Linked DNA regions of Mus musculus: region 1 is linked to region 2. A link is a contact called in public promoter capture Hi-C data. All regions are on one chromosome and are shown on one strand. The core of a region is the stretch at or near the end of the contact, and the rest is flanking DNA. Distances in the headings are between cores, read along the strand shown.

The links. Promoter capture Hi-C pulls out the DNA fragments that hold promoters and counts their contacts.
Region 1: a contact with region 2 is called in a promoter capture Hi-C map of embryonic stem cells, with 4 times the contacts expected there. The contact joins the promoter of Tnfrsf8 here to the promoter of Pramel13 in region 2. A contact is called at or near these places in 9 of 39 promoter capture datasets (the 3T3-L1 cell line, the HPC-7 cell line, cranial neural crest and 5 more), 1 of 484 Hi-C or Micro-C datasets (embryonic stem cells), 3 of 115 datasets of contacts at active chromatin or transcription factors (embryonic stem cells and epiblast stem cells) and 1 of 9 other capture datasets (embryonic stem cells).

The regions. Positions count from the first base shown.
Region 1 is chr4:145,310,683-145,317,124 of GRCm38.p6, reverse strand. It overlaps Tnfrsf8 (tumor necrosis factor receptor superfamily, member 8), which reads left to right and starts at 1,961. Exons shown (of 13, transcript NM_009401.3): 1 at 1,961-2,103. The coding sequence starts at 2,041.
Region 2 is chr4:144,405,830-144,412,464 of GRCm38.p6, reverse strand. Pramel13 (PRAME like 13) reads left to right here and starts at 4,001. Exons shown (of 4, transcript NM_029948.2): 1 at 4,001-4,108.

The DNA of each region.
Region 1 (6,442 bases), core at 712-3,211, 910 kb before region 2:
CAATGAGTTGTAAACTTTCTAAAAAATTTTGTTCTTTTGCTTTTGCTAACAAGGACTTTTTGACAAGGATGCTTTCTGAGAGCGGTTGCACCACTAGTCAGTACAGAAGAATGAAGTTCTGTTTTCTCTCGCTTTCCCCCGTAACTATTATTATGAATTAAAAACCCCACAAATGACTTGAAGGCCCAGAAGACTAACAAAGGCTGCTTTCATTTGCATGCCTTTGGTTACTAGGAAGGTTGGACTTTCACAATGTGTGTTTTTTATTTGGTTCAAGCTGGTGCAAGCTATTTGGATGCTACATCCGTGAGTGTCTTACCTGCACCAGTTCATTGTGAACACCTGCTGCATTTTGGGAAGCATGGGCTCCAGGTTCCTCTGCCCCTTCCTGACCCTGTGATTATTCGAAGCTGGATCTTTCATCATCAGGGAGGGGAGGGTCTGGAGTGGCTCTATGGAAGTGGCACATTAGGGGTGGATTTTCCAGGTAGGATGTGGACCTCAAAGAGGCCTATGTGTGAAATGGAAAGTTCGTAGGGACTTTGGAAAATCCTGGTAGGAAGTGGCAGCTGGTGCCCTGTGGGAATCTCTAACAACACTGAAAGCTAGACTAAAATGTGGAAGCCAAAAGGCCCTTGCATCATTCTGGGCTTGAAAGAAGCCACTCTCCCATCTTTAGAGCACATAGGTAGCATGCCTGTTTTCTCGGTGTTGGTTTCTATGTTTGAAAACAAAGCAATACCAGACAAAAGCAGTGAGCACCTGCTAGTCAGTGCTCAGCAGTGACCATGTGCTGCCAGTACTCACAGAAGCAATCAGGAGAGCCTGGAGTCCGAGGAGCCCCACATTCGAACAGCAGCTTGGGGAATAGAATAAGGCAGACTTCAGGTGAGGCTCCAGGGTGCCAGCTATATCCACCAGGCAAAAAAGGGCAGGGATACCTGTGGATTGATTAACATATGCCCTAGTCTTCACATAGTTCGTTCACTGGTCAGTCCACCCACCTGCCTACCCATGCTCCATGCAGGCATCCACTAATCCATCTATTGCTTTATGCATCCATTTCCCCTTTACCCCATATCCATTCATTCCCTCATCTCATCAGTCCTCCCATCATCTACCTACTCATCCATCTACCCATCCATCCATATATCCATTACCTAATCTCTTCATTCATTCCCCAACCCTCCCACTCACTTAACCATTCACAGATATCTTTTCATCCATCCACCCATCCCTTCATTCTGTGACCCTCTCATCCATTTACCATCCGTCCACTTCATCACTCATTTGTTCTCTATTCACCTACCCCATCTGCCCATCCATCCTTCCTTGCTTCCATCCATCCATCCATCCATCCATCCATCCATCCATATTCCAATCCACGTGTTCTCTTTCCACTCATCCATCAATTCATCCATCCCCTCATCCATTTATGCATTTGTTCTCATCTTCCTCACCCATCTACCCATCCATCCATTCCCTCATCCTCCCACCCACACTTCCATCCATTTGTTCTCTATTCGCCCATTCATTCCCCGTGCAGGGCTGGCTTTACTTTACAGCAAATGTTACAATGAAGAAGTGCTCATTTTTCTCGAAACTCTCCTCACTCTGTCCCTTCCAAAGAATCCTGATGATGTGGGCTTAGAATCTCACCCTTCCTGGGGGTGGGGAATGGGGCTAGAGGCCTCAGGATTCTGTACCTCTCAGACTCCTGAGTCCTGTACCTTTAGAGCTGAGCCGGCTTCCCGGTTCCTCTTCAAATCCGGGGCGGATCATTCAAAACGCAGGGGAGCCCCCTGCGTGCGTGCGCTGTGGCTAGCCCTGAGTCATCTCTGCACGTGGTGGCCCCTTCTCTCTTAGGCTTCACAGGCAGGCAGATCGCTGCATCACAGGTGGTAAGAGGGTGGGGGAGGGAAGGATTAGGGCTGAACCCGAAGAAGGGTTAGGAAGGCGCAGTCACATTAGAAGTGATTTCACCGCGGGAGAGTCAGGGTGCCGGCAGGTGGCCAGGCGCTGGAGACTCGGGAAGCCAAGATGAGCGCCCTACTCACCGCAGCGGGGTTGCTGTTCCTGGGGATGCTTCAAGCCTTCCCAACGGTAAGGGAATGACAGTAGCCCCGGACACTGTGCGAGAGCAGTGGCTAGAGTAAAGGAGGACAAGGCAACCTCTCACCTTATTCCCCAACTCAAACTAGAGTGAGGGGGCACAGGAGGCAACTAAAATATGCAAGCATCCACAGGTGGGTGGATAACTGAAGAGTAAAGTTAGAGCTTCTCTCGTCACAAACGCAGGTAGTCGATAGTTGGGAGCAGTTTGCTCCTTCATTATCCGTGAGTTGAACCCGGAGCAAGAGAAAGCTGTTCCTTTCCTGTTCTGTTACTGCTGCCCCAGAGGGGGTCCTGGATAGAGAAACTTGAGTATGCCCTTGTTTTGCCAGAGGATGATAACGGGTTGTTTGTGCATCCGTAGGCTGGAAGGGCTGAGGAAAGAGAGGAGGGGGTGAATGAGAGCAAAGGTGGGGGTCTGGCCAGCTGGTGATGTGGGCTGGGTGCCCTGGAGCAAGCACATGGTGGATATTTGTCCCAGGAGCAAGTCAGTGCTGTCTCTGGTTCTATAGTTGAAAGCCCCAGAAATAAGTCTGGTCAATGAGTTAGGAAAACTGAACAATTCCTAGGGGCCAATGCCACACTAGGCATTAGTGTGTGGGAAGGAGACAGGACTTTGAAGAGCCACTCAGATAATCTTCTTTACGGAACCTAAGGTCTACATGGAAGAAAAAAGTGCATGGCTGAATGGTAGCTGGGGGAGGGAGACAAGGGACAGCAGCAGGCTTGCTGGACATGAGGTGTCTCTGCTAGAGAGGTGTGAAGACAAGGGAGGAGAGAGGGCAGGAGAGAGATGGTAGGAAGGTGTCCCTTTCATCTCCAGTGGGCAGTGTGACACCTGCCCTGCAGAGGGCAGAAGTGAGCAGAGGAGCCGTCCTACCCTACCTCACCCCCATGCCCGAAGCCCTCATTCGGGGAAGGTAAGAGTTTGGAGCAACAAGGACCCTGGAAGATGAAGGAAAAAGTAGGATGTGAAAGTGGGGAGGTTTGGTTTCTTTTCTCCTACTAAGTCGAAACATTTTTTGATCAGGGCATGGCACATTCTTACATGAGTATGTAGGTTTAAGGACAACTCTGGGAGTTGGTTCTCTCCTTTGACCCTGTGGGTTCCAGGAATAGAACTCAGGTCATCAGGTTTGGCAGCTAGTGCCTTTACCCACAGAACCATCTCACAGGCCTGTGAAAACATGTTTTACAATTAAAGCCGTGTACTTACTACTACCTGGAATGTGTGAAAATGCCCCCAAACAAAAAAGTATAAATGCTATGATAGAGCTAATTGTTTTATACCAATATCTTCTAAGCTGTAAGCATGTTCTTGTTTTACTGCTATTTACAGCATCTATAAAAGCATATCTGTATTTGGATCACTTTTATAGAAATATATAGGGGTTTCTCTTTTTATTTATTTATTTCAATTAATTAATTATTTTTCGAGACAGGATTTCTCTGCGTAGCCCTGGTTGTCCTGAGATTCACTCGGTAGAGCAGGATGGCCTTGAAATCACAGAGGTCAGCCTGCTTCTGTCTCCTGAGTGCTGAGATTAAAGGCATGTACTACCAACTGCTTTTTTTTTTTTTTTTTTTTTTTTTTGGACAAGGTCTCATGTAGCTCAGGTTGGCCCCCAGTTTGCTATGTAGCCAAGGATGGCCTTGAACTGGTCCTTCTCCTTCCACTTCCTGATTGCTTAGGTTGCAGGTATGCACTACCATATGCCATGTATGCAGTGTATGAGATTGAGCTTGGGGCTTTGGGTGTGCTAGGCAAGCACTCTACCAACTGGTCCACATGCTCAGTTTGTCTGTGTTTTTGTTTTGAGATAGGGTCTGTGTAACTCAGATTGGTCTTGAACTCACCCTGTAATCAAGGATGTCTGCAAACACCTAATCTTCCCACTGGTGAGTGCTCAGTATATTACAGGCATGTGCCATCACACCCAATTTTGTAATGTTTTGATTTAGCTTTTACAGTGTCTACAGTAGGTCTTCACATCCCTGGTGAATGAGCACTGAGATTCCCACCAGTGTCTTCTGGTTTGTTTTTATAAGCTGGAGTCTCACTATGTAGTCCCAGTTAGCCTGGAACTCGTTGTGTAGACCAGTCTGGTCTTGAACTGATACATCTGCCAGCTTCTGCCTCCCAAATGCTGAGAGTAAAGGCATGCGCCACCACGTGGCCCCAACATTGTCTTCTGTGTGTTTGCTGCCTGGGGAGGAAGAGTGGTTCTTTCCTAGAGAAGAGGTAAGAGAATACTGGTGGCTGACAGAGCAGATGTGCACTGAAATGAAATGGCATGCCTTCCAGTGTGCAAGACAATGTCTTTTCACACAACAGTGTAAGACAGTAGCAGCTTCCCACATCCTAACCGACGCTCGATCTTATCAATCTCTATTTTGTGGTCTTGAACGGACTGTATCCTTCTTATGTTAATTTGCATTTCCCAGTGACTGTAGGCTAAGCATCAAACCTCAAGTCTGTGGGCCTTTCATGACAGAACTTGGGGTGTCTGTGGGGAAAGAGCTGCCTGCCCAGCAGGGGTCTCTATTCAGGTCCTTCAAGATTTCTTCCACCTTTCCATTCCAGTTAAGGTTTGAAATCTTACTAAAAGCAGAACAGGATAAAATAATGACAGCAACAAACCTTTTTACAGCTGGATGCATGACTTTAATTCCAGCACTCAGCAGGCAGAGGGTGGTAGATCTCTGTGGGTTCAGGGCCAATTTGGTCTGCATTACCCAACACTATAGAGAGAGACCCTGTCTCCAAAACAAAAACAAAGATTAGCCAAGCAAACAGACACATACTCTGCACAATATATATATATATTTAAAGCTGGTTACTACATAACTGGAATCCCAGCACTTGGAAGGCCAAGGCAACGATGGTCAGAAGTCTAGAGATAGGACCAGCAAGATGGCTCAGCAGGCAAAGGCACTCTGACTCTTGCCACCAAGTCTGACGTCCTAAGTTTCATCCCCAAGACTCACATATGGAAAAAAAGAACTAACTCTTGGATTGTTCTCTGATCTCCTCAAGTAGGAGGTAGCTCATGCATGAGAATGCACACATATGTGCACATGTACACAAAAGACATAGAATATCATTTTTCAAAAAAGTTCCAAGGTAGTCTGAGCTATATTGAAAGTATACACACACACACACACACACACACACACACACACACACACACACACACACATATATATTTTGGTTTGGGATCTCAAATTCTTTTTTTCAATTTTTTCTGCTTTTTTCTTCTCAGTTTTTGTCACTTTGTGACAAGCATGTTTTCTGAAAAAGAGACAGGCCTTGTATTTGTAAAATTATCTGGGACTCAGGTGGTACAAGTCCAGAGAGACAGAGTTTCCTCTGTTCCATTCTTTTCTTCCAGACTCCCTGGGATGGTATAAGGCCATGCCTTCTGGTGAATTCTGTGGCTTCAGAATTCCCCTGATATCTTCCCCGGGCATCCTGCCTTTGGCTCCAGTCTGATTTTCCTCCTTCAGCTCTGGCTTAACATTTTAAGGTTCCTATAGGGGAATTCTCATGAATGAGTCTTTGCAGCATGCAGCTCTGCTAATAGGCTGTCACTGATGAAGCATGCCCAGTCATCTTGCACAGTAGGGCTAACTGTGGCGGTCTTGGTATTCAACAGAGGGCAAGAGAACTTTCTTGGATTCCTGTAGAAAAGTAACTTTCAGAACCATTCAAATCCTGACTAGAGGCAGAATTCCATGGGATACCCCAGAAACAGAGGAGGAAACCAAAATGGGAAGAGAGGGGAAAAGGAGACTATAGCTTCTCTTAATTGAAGGCTGCCTTCCTCAATTGAGGTTCACAAGCAACAAGGGTTCCAAGGCCAAGGCAGGGCAGCTGCATTACTCAGCTCGAGAGCAGTTCTGTTGAGACTAGGACAGCCCTTACTGGAACTTTCAGTGGTATCTACTCATATCTGACCAAAATACTTCTTGAGTAGGAGTGATTCATTTCTAGGTCTGCACATACTGGCATCCGATGCATCTCAGGACAGAAGAAAAGGGGGGGGGGGACCCTGAGGCTGGAGGTCATTGCACAGGCAGCTTAAGCCCAGGTTGGACCTGTGTGGTTTCTGTTGAGCTGTGTTCTGACTTGGGGGTGGCTTATCTGTAGTTATCCAAGTAGAAGTGCCCAGCTAGACCTGCAGATCAGACGACATTTCAGAGAACATACCAGCTCTGTCTAAGGGAAGGATCTGTCTTAGAGAAATTAGCAGAAGAGCCTGGCTCAAGAAATGGTGACAAAAAGAAGGTGGCATATATGGCCAGCCCAGAATGGGCAAGGGAGGGGCAC
Region 2 (6,635 bases), core at 2,752-5,251:
TCTTTCTTTTCTTTCTTTCTGTCTTTCTTTCTTTCTTTCTTTCTTTCTTTCTTTCTTTCTTTCTTTCTTTGTGTTAGATATTTTTTCAGATCAAGGCACAAGGTAATTAATATAGAGTCCAAGGCTGGGCAATAGTAGATGCTGATCTTTAATATATAAAGACTATAAGCATAGTTAGGAACTTGGGTGGGACTGATGCACACAATTTAGTCCCAGCACTCTGGAAGGAGACAGATGGATCTTGGTGAGTTCATGGCTCGCCTAATCTACTTAACAAGTGTAGTGGCTATTCCTGGTTGTCAACTTGACTATATTTGGAATGAACTACAATCCAGAATTGGAAGGCTCACCAGTGACCCTCATCTGGAGCCTGGGAGATAGAAGTTTCTGATCTGGATCTTGGTATGGAGATCTTGAAGCATAGTGGCTATGGATTCCAGAAGATTAAGACAGGGAGATCTCTGAGTTCAAGGTCATCTGGGATTAAAAGCGTGGTGGAACACACCTTTAATCTGGGCTACACCTTCTGCTGGAAACCATATAAGGACATTGGAAGAAGGGAGTCTTGCTTCCTTGCCTGCTTGCCATGTGGTGTGGGACTGAGTAACTGCTAGATCTTTGGATTTCCATTCACAGCTACTACTGAATCATTGTTGGGAATTGGGCTGCAGACTGTAAGTCATCAATAAATTCCTTTACTATATAGAGACTAGCTATAAGTTCTGTGACTCTAGAGAACCCTGACTAATACAACAAGGTTCAGGCCATCCAGAGCATAGTGAGACCCTAGGGGAGAGCGAGAGCGAGAGAGAGAGAGAGAGAGAGAGAGAGAGAGAGAGAGAGAGAGAGAGAGAGAAAGAGAGAGAGAATGGCTCAGGTCTAAAGCAGAATCCATTCACAAGTATCTGTTTCTGTTACAAGGTAAAGGCTCAAAGACCATGGCCAAAATTAGAATTGAGAGTCTGTAGTGGGCTAGAAAGATGGCTCACGGGGTTAAGAGGACTAACTGCTCTTCCATAGGTCTTGAGTTCAATTCCCAGCAACCACATCATGGCTCACAACCGTCTATAATGGGATCCGATGCCCTCTTCTGGTGTGTCTTTTAAAAAGAAAGAAGGAAAAAAAAAAGAAGGAAAGAAAGGAAGGTAGAAAGAAGAGTCTCATAAGCCAGCTGGTGACTGTGATGCCTGAAGAGAAGCATTTCTCACAGAGCAGCCCCAATCCATAGTACAGGGAGTATTTGAAGATAAAGAACACAGAAAACCTGAATTCTGTTTGGCAATTGCAAGGGAACGCAAACAAACAAGCAGTTTAACAAGAGCTGAGAACTAACTGGGGCATTTTGACCCTGAGTCTCTAGAACAGGGCTGGGTGCTTTCCCTCTTCCCCAAGGGACTTGTCAGAGCAGGAGGTGGAAACCAAAGCTGGTTTCAGCCAAGACAAGATGGAGAAAGCTTTGCTATTACATTTCTCTCTGCCGTGTTACAGTGGTGTCTTGATTTTAGAGCTCAGCTAGAAAATTGCTTGGGAATCAGGTGGGAAGAGAAGGCAAATGCTAGCCCAAGCCTGCACTCCCACCCTCGATAGCCATCTTGACAGCATTTTACAGGCCTTGAGGTTTGCGACTCAGAATCTCTCTGTGCCTAGTACAGAACATGTCTGGCATCCCAGCACTCAGGAGGCAGAGGCAGGAGGATCAGGAATCCAAGGTCATACTTGATTACCTTGCTAGTTTGAGGACAGTCTGGGTTACAAGAGACTATCTCAAACAAAACAAATAAAAAGACAAGTGTGAATTGGAAAAGAAAAAGAAAGAAAGAAAGAAAGAAAGAAAGAAAGAAAGAAAGAAAGAAAGAAAAGAAAAGAAAAGAAAAGAAAAGAAAAGGAAAGAAAAGGAAAGAAAAGGAAAAAAAAATCAAAACCAAACTCTTAACCTTACCTCCACCTTGGTGACTGTTTTTGGAAAGTATGTGTGGTTGGTTGTAAACTTAAGATGTGCTGATGCTGAGAATATTCCTGAGATAGGCTGGGATTAAAGGCATGCGCCACCACTGCCCGGCTTCCTGTTAGCATTCTGTCTAAATTCTGACCCACAGTTACTGGCAAGAGCCAGGTAGGCCTGGCCTTTTATAAAAGGGGCTGCTTGCCCCCTCCTCTCCTTTTTACTCTTGCCTCTTTCACTCTTAGTCCCCCTCTCTCCCCATTCCCTTCCCTCCTCTCTCCACATGTTCATGGCTGGCCTCTACTTCTCTACTTTCTCCCTCTCTCTGTGTTTCTCTGCCTCTACTACCCTCTTAACTCCCCCCACCTCCCCATGCCATGAATAAACTCTATTCTATACTATACCATCGTGTATCCTTCAGGGGGAAAGGATGCCTTGGCATGGGCCCACCGAGGCACCTCCTTCCACCACACCTCACCACACCCCCATAGAACACATCTTATACCTCTTTGTCTTGATATAAACACATCAATTCCTGCATGGATTCTGAGGCAAAACATTGGTATCTGCAGGGCTTGACTGGATGTCACGTTGGTTGTTCCTCTCAGTTTTGTCACTCGAGAAAGGAGGTATCTCAGAGGTCCCTAAAACATAGGGTGGAAGATTGAGCCTACCAGCCTGCTGAGCTTTGATTTCTCCTAGGCTGGGCCTTCAGGATCCCTAGGAAGGCAAAGCCTAACAGTGTGTGCTATAGGAACCCAGATCCTCAAGTTTCCCCCTCTTGTGTGGACATCTGCCTGTTCCAGGAATCCTCCCACCTGGGAGAGGGTTTTATCTAGGCAAATATCAGTCAAGTCGCCTCACCAGTGGACCCTCAGAACCTCCTCAATGCTTCCCCCAGGGCCATTCAAGCGCAAAACAGGTTCCCTCCACAGCAATTTAGTTCAGAGGTTGAGCACCAGGTGTAGGAGTTCTTGTGCTCGCCTATGAGCATCAGGGAAACCAGGAATGTTAAACAGCTAGGGCTGTCTCTTCAAAGTGAAAGAAGTATAACCAGTTTTCTGCCCAGAAGGCTAGAGTCCTAGGGGTGGTTAGCCATACCCTGATGATCTTTGCACTAGACCACACCAGACCCTCCCCCAGACCCTTACAATGATGTCACACATAGTCGATCTCCAATACTCATCTTTATGGATGATGTCAAAGGTACTTTAGAAAGAATTTCAATGCAGTCCTGCTTTTGTTTGTTTGGTTAATTTGCTTTTCAAGATAGGGTTTCTCTGTGTAGCCTTGGCTGTCCTGGAACTCACTTTGTAGACCAGGCTGGCTTCGAACTCAGAAATCCGCCTGCCTCTGCCTCCCAAGTGCTGGGATTAAAGGCGTGCACCACCACGCCCGGCGCAGCCTTGCTTTATTATTGTGCACACAGGATTGTGCTAATTATCACCAATTAGCTTCCCTCACCAAGAGCAACTGTGCTGTACTTAAATATACGTAAAATAAATAAACTAACAGGTGTCAAAGTTTGAACCGAGCCTTGTTGAACTAGACTTTCTTCTGGCCTCTCAAGGATCTTTGATCCGCACTCTGCTGGCACGGGTGTTTGCAGAGACCCCTCACACGTGAATTCAATTCTGTGTGAATCACTGTGTCAAGATGGCACACACCTGTGATTCCAGCATTTCTTTTTTTTTTTTTTTTTTTTTGATGAAAGCAGAATTAGAGGTGAATTAGAGGCCAAGTCTGGGCTGTAAGAGACCCTATCTCAAAACAAAATAAATATTAAAAAGTAAAACTTGTGTTGCTCCTGCAATAACCCACGACACCAGGACTTGAAGTTTGTCTGCTTCTGTTCCTTTCAACTGAGTGAGAGGCCTTAGTTTTCTTCAGAGGATAGTTACAATTAGACACTTTAAAACCTTGGCGTCTTTGAATTGACCCTTAAGTCTGGAAAGCCTTCGGGTTAGAAACAGAAGCAAACAGCCACGCACAGACCAGCCGCATTTTTACGGAATGAGGGAAGGAAGGGGGAAAGGGGAGGGGCTAGAAGGAGGAGGAGTCTTAGTCTGCCCTGGTCAGGGGAATTCAGTTCTTTGGCGGATATTCCTACGCCCACTTCAGTAGAAGATCTCTGGCCTCCGGAGTTCAGCGGAGACTTCATTGCAGGTATTTATGACCATCCACAGGCAGTCATGACTCTCCAGAGTTATACAGGTGTCATAGTAAACAGACCTTATGTCTCTAGCAGTTCAGGAACGGTCCGGAGTAGCTTAAGGATCGGTGTGCATCCTTAAAAATGGGTCACGAACCTCAAGCATGCTTCACAGAAGGCATTTACACAAACCTAAAGGATTGGTGTGAGCCAGGCACTTGCCCAACTCCTTTGGTTGGTTGTTTTTTGTTTGTTTGTTTTTGTTTTTGAGACAGGGTGTCACTATGTATCTCTGGTTGCCCAGAGATCGGCCTGCCTCTGCTGAGATTAATGGTGTGTATAACATTGCTCAGCACTTCCGGGCTTCTGGGTTTTTGTTGTTTGTTTACTTATTTACTTATTGAGACAAGTTCTCATTAAGTAGCCCTGGCTGTCCTGGAACTCATTGTTGACCAGGCTGGGAGTGACCTCAGAGATCCATATGCCGTTCTCACTAAGTGTCATGATTAAGGGTGTGTCACTTTCCTAACATGCATCTTCTTTCTGTCTTTCCTTTCTTCCTGCCGTTTGATACAGGATCACTCTTCTATGTAGTTCTGGTTGTCCTGGAACTTTATATATAGACCAGGCTGAGTTCAAACTCATAGAAATCCTCCTAGCCTCCTGAGTGCTGGAGTTAAAGTTGTTTCCACAACCAACTGGCATGGCTTCCTGTTGCAATCCATGCAGTCTGCATGAGGCTGGCATAACATAACGTTTGTTTTACATTTCTCTTTTTTTTTTAAACTATTTTTATTTTATGTATTGAGTGTTTTGCCAACATACGCCTATCTACCCTGTGAGTGCCTGGTGTTTGCAGAGGACAGAAAGGGGGCAGCAGAGCCTCTGGAACTGGTTCTAGCCAGTTTTTGTTTTGAGGCAGTTCTGACTATGTAACCATACTTGGCTCAAACTCAGCCTTTCCGAGACTGGAGTGCTAGAATTACCCTTGTAGCAACATGTAGCAACTTTAAAAAGAAGGAATGTGCTCTAAAATAAGGTGAAAGGAGCCCGGGAGGGGAGGTGGCTCAGTGTAGCACCTGCCTACATACACAAGCCCTGGGTTTCATACATCCTCTCCCCCTCCTTCTTCCCTCCCCCATCATCATAATTTTTAAGATAAGGTCTCTTGGGTTCCAGGCTGGCCTCAAATTCACCATGTAGCCAAGGGATGACCCGTCTCTACCTTCCAATTGCTAAAATTACACACATGGACCAAGATGCCTGTTTTTAGGACAGCCAGGCCTACACACAGAGAAACCCTGTCTCAAAACCAAAACACAAAATTATTATTAGTAGTAGTATTAGTATTTTGTTGTTATTTTTTTAAAGGTTGTAAAGAACCAGGTATAGTGGTCTGAACTTTTAATTCCAGCACTCAGGAGACAGAAGCATGTGGATTCCATAAGTTTAGGACCAGCCTGATCTGCAGAGAGAGCTCTAGGCCAAGGCACCATAAGGAGGCCCTAACCTTAAAAAAAAAAAAAAAAATTACAAGTGAGCCAGGTGTGGTGGTGCATGCCTTTAATCCCAGCACTTGGGAGGCAGAGGCAGGCGAATTTCTGAGTTCGAGGCTAGCCTGGTCTACAGAGTGAGCTCCAGGACAGCCAGGGTTACACAGAGAAACCCTGCCTCGAAAACAACAACAACAACAAAACAAACAAACAAAACAAGCAAACAGAAAAGATACAAGTGATGTGTGTTGTGATCATAAAAAGAGCAAGAGCTATTAAGATATGGTCTGGTGTGGTGTGGAGCAAGGGAGTGCATGGGGAGGGGAGTTAAGAGAGTAGCAAAGGCAGAGAGAAGGAGAGAGTAGAGGTGTAGAGGCTGGCCATGGTCACATGGAGGGGGCGGGGAAGGGAATGGGAACAAGAGGCAAGAGAGAGGCGGGGCCAAGCAGCCCCCTTTATACTGGCACAAGCCTACCTGGCTGTTGCCTGGTAACTGCGGGGAGTAGGAGCATACCTGGCTGCTGAAAGGAACTGTGGGGGTAGAGTTTAGACAGAATACCAACATTACTCCATTTTGGCTTAATTTTTTTTAAAAAAAGGAAAAATTAGAAAGAGGTGATGAAGAAGTAGGAATAAGGTCGTTGTGATATCTGGCTGCTTCATGCTGACATTGGGGCAACGGTGTCTCTGGGGAACCTGGAAGGATGGGGGATGTTGGCTGTCCTTGCTGTCGAGGGCCTGTGGAGCCATCTGAGGATATGTCAGAAGGAAGAGGTCCAGTAGGAGCATATGTCTGTGAGAGGAGATATTGGAGTCTCTGGAAGTGGCTTCTCTGGAGCTGTCCTGGATGTAGCAAAACCTGGATTTGGGATGTTGGAACACATTATTATAGGTAGAGAAAAAGATTAAGTACATTTGGGAGAAAGAAAATTTTTTCTTAAGATGTACATTTGAAACCCATAGGAATCCCACCCTTTGGAATAGGTAGCAAGTGGGAACTTTGGGCATCTGGATGGAGTCTATTTGGTCCATGAGAGGGAGCTGAGTG